Regions from separate parts of the Oryctolagus cuniculus genome. Here region 1 is linked to region 2. Evidence: chromatin contacts called from public Micro-C data. All regions are on one chromosome and are shown on one strand. Each heading gives the region's core, a stretch centred on a gene start, on an enhancer-like site or on the middle of the called end of the contact. The rest is flanking DNA. Distances are from core to core; before and after follow the strand shown. Region 1 overlaps PRKCH (protein kinase C eta). Region 2 overlaps LOC103351648 (a long non-coding RNA gene).

Region 1 (2,700 bases), core at 87-2,586, 140 kb before region 2:
GGAGGAGGTGAGGTGAGAACAAAGACAGCCAGAGCCGGCAGTGGCGGGAAGGGGGCGTGGCGCAGTAAGCACGGGTGCCAGGCTTTAGTCCAGTTTATTGGAGCAAAGGTTCCATTTGGAAAATGCTGGACACTCTGTGGCAGGTGCCCAAGAGCTGGCTGTCACCCAGGCCCTTGGGAAAGCAGCAGCAAGTGTCATAAGGGATTGGGAGCCCAGGGAGCTGAGCCAAGGCCAGCTCCTCCTTACCTGGGACAGGGCTTGTCTGTGCGCACATCTGGTGCGTCCCGGTGGGCCCAGGACACGCAGACCCGGCTCTGCAGGGCCAGAGGCCCAGGGGTCCTCTCCGCTCATCGTTCTCTCTTTCTCTCTCCCGGCTCCTGACTTGGCGTCCTCATGGAGCAGCCCCCAGGGGTGGATCCTGGCGGGGCCGGGGCTTTGCATCGGAAGCCTCTCCCGAGATGTCCGGCCATGCAGTGTGTGAAGGTTCAGGCATCAGGAGCCCCAGGAACACAATCCCATGGTGCTGCAGGATGATTTCAGTAGACTTCAGGGACGGGAGGAGAGTCACTGGCAGCATGGGGACAGGGCGTCTCCCCTTGTGGCATCGTGTGGCCCGGGAATGAACCTCACACTCAAGCAGGTGCCCGCGGCTGGTAGCACTCAGGCACTGAGTTCTACTTCTTAGCTGCCTTCTAGTTCTTTCTTGAGGGCCACCTGCCCTTTGTTTTCTCCGGATAAGGGCCTCCACCTAAATCTGTGTTCTGAGCTGGGCGCTTGGTCCTGGGGTTAAGATGCCATTTGTGCGGGGGAGCTGAGGGGGTATTATGGCTCAGTGGTTTAAGCCGTGGCCTGTGGTGATGCCTGCATGCCATATGGGTGCCAATTCAAGTCCCGGCTGCTCCACTTCCCATCCAGCTCCCTGCTAAAGCACTTGGGAAAGTGGCAGAGGATATCACAGGGGCTTGGCTCCCTGCCACCCATGTGGGAAACCCCGGTGGAGTTCCTGGCTCCTGGCTTTGATCCAGCCCAGTCTTGGCCTCTGTAGCCATTTGGGGAATAAGCCAGTAGATGGAAAATCTCTCTGTAGCTCCTACTTTGTCTCTATAATTCTGCCTTTCAAATAAATACTTTTTTTTTTTTTAAATGCCACTTGGGATGTATGTATCCCATATCAGAGGGTCTGGGTTCAAGTCCTGGCTGTCCTCTCCATTCCAGCTTCCTGTTAATGCAGACCTTGGGAGGCAGCAGTGATGGTTCAAGCGGTTATGTCCCTGCCACCCACATGGGAGACCCAGATTGGGTTCCATGTTCCTGGCTTTGTCCTGGCTCAGCCCTGGCTATGGTGGGCATTTGGCAAGTGAACCAGTGGATAGATTTCTCTCTCTCTCTCTCTTAAAGAAAATGAGAATACATAAATAAAAATTGTTGCAAGCTTCCTATCCTTGCCTCGCAGCCCAATGGAGGAGTCCCTATGGAAGCGCTCTTTGGCCCGGGAAGGCCACAGCCTGCCCTGCATTGCTCAGGGCCCTGACCACTTCCTAGCCCCCTCAGCTTGCTTTTCCTCTCTGCACGTGGTCACAGGGCGTCTGGCATGGGGCCAGGCCAGGTTTGTGCACTGAGCTGCTGCCAACGGCGTACTGGGGAGGAGGAGGAGGCGGCACCCGGAGCGCTGCTTCCCCGAAGCTCCTGAGTTTGCTGTGACTTCCTGGGGGAAAGACTGTGTGACTGCGGGTTAGGAGAGGTGGGGAAGTGCAGCCGGAAAGCTGGGAGACTCTCCCTCCGCAGAGACCGGGGCGCTGCGAGGCCAGCGTCCAGCAGCTGGTTGATTATCGCAGCCTGCGCGGTGCCAGCTCTGCCGCAGGGGTGGGCGAGGGATGGAATCGCAGCTCCCTGAGGCCCTGGCGTGGGTTCCCGGTGCTCACGCTCACTGCCAGCGCCTCTAACAGCACACCTTGTATCTCACAGGAAGTACTTCATTGAATCCCCAAAGCAAGCCAGGAGGCGGGGTGGGAGGGGGGGCAATGCTCCCCTCCTCACTGTCCATTTCTGGCCGCTTAGGTCCAGAGAGGTACCCCCACGTGCCCCAGATCCCACGGCAAAGCCAGGTCAGTGAGCGTCTTCTGAGCAGTTGCCCAGCCTGCTAATATCCCTGTCATTTCCCTTACGCCACAAATAGGAAGCACCGGGAAAGCATGGCGTCAGTGGCCAGGGATAAAGGCGCTTCTCCGCAACGTGGACTCTTTGGCCTTTTATGAAAAACCGAAGGCTGTTTCCTCCGATCCGTCTGGAACTAGGTTTTCTCCTTTCCCTGAGCGGCCACAGACGGGATTTGCTCTGCTTGTGGGTCATTGGCTGCCGTTTGCCTCGGGCTCAGATCAAAATAGAAAGCAAGCCAGAGCGCGGCGTTCTCTGTTCTCTGCGTGTTCCCAGCTTATTAAATCCTATTCATCTTTGTTTTCCATCATTTATTGTGAGTGTATGAGGCAGTCCTCAAAAAGTCCACGGAAATATGTATTTAAAAAAAAAAAAAAGTACGCATGCATTCCAAAAATGTTTTGCACCAAAATAAATGTATCTTTGAATTTCCTCTCTCCGTAAGCCTTTTTGGAGTTCTTGGTTTGACGCTGCGTGACCCACCTTCCTGTCCGCCACTGACCCCGAGGGTGCAGCGTGCTGAGACCAGTCCCAGGCTCTGCACCT
Region 2 (2,700 bases), core at 199-2,698:
CTCCAACCGGCACCGCAATGTGGGATGCTGGCTTCACCGGAAGTGGCTTAACCCACTAGGCCACAATGTCAGCCCCCCAAATAAATTTAGTTTTAATTCTATTTTACATGAATTTTTTGAAGTATTCTAATATAGTGAACAGACTAAACCAAAATGAATTAGATTGTAATTTTCCCCTGTAATTAGTGCAGACTAGAAAAGACAAAATTAATATTGAGTATTGGCATTCAGTTGGATTCATCCCTTCAATTTGCCACCAACCCTTGTTCATTTAAAGCAGTGTTTCTCCATCAAGCTACACATTAGAATCATCTGAGGAGCTTTGAAAATTGCCTATACCTCTTCCCCAACCAAGAAACTTAGAATTGAGGGGATTTTCAGAACAGAAAGACAAGGGCCCAAAAGGTGGAGCAGGTGTCAAGGGCACAAGATTTAAGAAGGCGCTCACTCTCAGAATTCAACTCTGCGCCTGCACGGCCCTAAGAGGGTGCGCCTCTTTAAATCTGTGTACCTGCCTGGCTTCACCCTACTTGGGTCTGTTAGAAGACCCAGGATGGTGGCTGGTGCCATGGTGTAGTGGGTTAAGCCTCCTCCTGCGGTGCCGGCATCCTAATCCCATTTGGGTGCCAGCTGGAATTCCAGCTGCTCCACTTCCAATCCAGCTCCCTGCTATGGCCTGAGAAAGCAGAGCAGATGCTCCAAGTGCTTGGGTCCCTGCACCCGTGTGGGAGACCCGGAGGAAACTCCTGGCTCCTAGCTTCAGATCGGCCCAGCTCTGGCTGTTGCCACCATTCAGGGAGTGCATCAGCAGATAGATCTCTGCCTCTCTAATAAATCTTATTTAAAAAAAAAAAAAAAAAAAAAGGAAAGAAAGAACAAAGAAGACCCAGGTTGGTTCAGGTTGTGAAGGAGAACTTGCAGGGGACTCCTGAGCAGCCTTGGGTCCCTGCCGTATTTTTCCTTTAGAAGGAAATGTCAACTTGTCCCAGCAGTGAACATGAACTCCGGCCCATAGGCGCGAGTCAGGACGGGCTTTCCCAGGCCAGGCTTTGCTGAAATGTCAACTCGCAGCAGGCTCCGGTTTCCTGCAGACGGCCTCTCGTAAACATTCAAAAAGGCTTGGGAACCAGTTTTCTCAGTGAGGCTGGTGACGTTTGAGTAGCTCCTAATCCCTGGCCTCCTATAGGTTCTGTTTCCCACTCATGCATGGGTTTACATTTCAGCCAAACGCAAGGAGAGTGTTAGGTTTCCCTCGTTTGTGGGTTCTCACCCTCGCTCCTCCTCCCCCTTCTCTGATTTCTGCCCTTTCTTGTCAATGTTTTCCGTCCCCTCGCTGGCATCCTGGTCAGACAGGCACATCATTAATTCCTGTCCCTTGGGACAGCTTGCCCGGCAGCGGCCAAGGCCAGCCCTGGGAGGCAACTCCAAGAGCCCAGCCGTGGCTTCCTTCCCTGGCCTCGGAGTTCCGTGATGTCATTAGCATTCTGCCCTGGCTGCGTCCCAGATCGCTGCCTGTATTAAAATGCTCGGGAGAGAAACTCTGTACTTTTCCAGTGCTGGGAAAAGCATGGCAGGGTTGGTGGGAGCGCCTCGCGCAGCTGGAATCGACTACTTTCTATTGTGATAACTGTGCAGAGGAAGATTTGGAAGAGAAAATCCAAGGGAAGGGTCTGTTCAGGCAGCGTGTGTGGCAAGTTCCTGGTAATAGGATCGTGGGGTTGTTGGGGTGTCTCTCACACGGCTACACAGTCCCTGTTTAGTTCCATATAAATGGGATTTTTAAAAAGTGAAGTCATTGTAAGTGCACAGACTGCTACATAAAGGCGGCCTGGGGTGAGTCACTTGGTGCGGGAACTATCTTGGTGCAGTGCACAGCAGCCTTTCCCATGCCAACTCTGGTCTTTGCTATAAGGCAGAGGTTGTCACGGGCTGCTGCCTCTCCTAACGGCCGCAGCTGTCCTCACGCTCCCAAACCCGCCTGTGCGTGATGTTTTCCCAGGCACCTGCCTGGTGCCGTGGGGATTTTCAACCCAGAAAAGCATCCCCTTGGGTGTCCCTACCTGACTCCTCCCAGCCCACCTCTACAGGGGCATGAGTGGACACGAGTGGACAGCGGAAGAGAGTGCAGACTGCCGAGGGCAGCGCGGCCGGCATGGTGGTGTGGCGGTTAGAAGCATGTGCTCTGTGGCTCTGCTGGGTGATTCCTGAAGCCTCAGTATCCTCATCTGTAGAACGGGGTGATGACAATAGCACCAACTTTAGGGTTATTGTGACGGCTAAGAGAGGATGAGCAACGGGCACATAATAATTACTGGAAAAGCATTAGCCATCTTTAAAAAATTGTTTATTTTACAAGTTATTTGAAACGCAAAGAGACAGAGACAGACAAGATCTTCCCTCTGCTGGTTCACTCCCTAATGCCCACAAGTGCTGAGGCTGAGCCAGGCTGATGCCAGGAGCCAGGAGCTCAACCTGCGTCTAGCACGTGGGAGAGATGTGTGCCATCACTGTTCCTTCCCAGGGTGCACTTGGGCAGGGAGCTGGAATCAGATGTGGAGCTGGGACTCGAACCCAGGCACTCTGGTATTGGATGTCCCAAGGCATCGATACCACTGCAGCACACACCTGTGCATTGCTAGCTGTTGTGAACTGGCCTGGGCTAGTTAGGCTATAGCACAAACATATAGTCCCAGTTCCTCT

Evidence for each region. Hi-C and Micro-C count contacts between places; a contact is called where the count stands out from the background.
Region 1: a contact with region 2 is called in a Micro-C map of ear pinna, with 4 times the contacts expected there. The contact joins two enhancer-like sites. A contact is called at or near these places in 2 of 6 Hi-C or Micro-C datasets (ear pinna and an unstated tissue).

The regions. Positions count from the first base shown.
Region 1 is chr20:9,089,352-9,092,051 of mOryCun1.1, reverse strand. All of the region lies in intron 9 of PRKCH (protein kinase C eta), which reads left to right. Among named protein-coding and RNA genes, the nearest start is that of PRKCH, 180 kb to the left of the region's middle. Within about 2 kb of position 1,336, at least 3 of the 8 cell types and tissues checked have an H3K27ac peak or open chromatin away from gene starts, as enhancers often do. A contact at or near this core is called in ear pinna, where this site is marked.
Region 2 is chr20:8,953,224-8,955,923 of mOryCun1.1, reverse strand. LOC103351648 (a long non-coding RNA gene) reads right to left here. Exons shown (of 3, transcript XR_519381.4): 3 at 1-2,700. Among named protein-coding and RNA genes, the nearest start is that of HIF1A, 140 kb to the right of the region's middle. Within about 2 kb of position 1,448, at least 5 of the 8 cell types and tissues checked have an H3K27ac peak or open chromatin away from gene starts, as enhancers often do. A contact at or near this core is called in ear pinna, where this site is marked.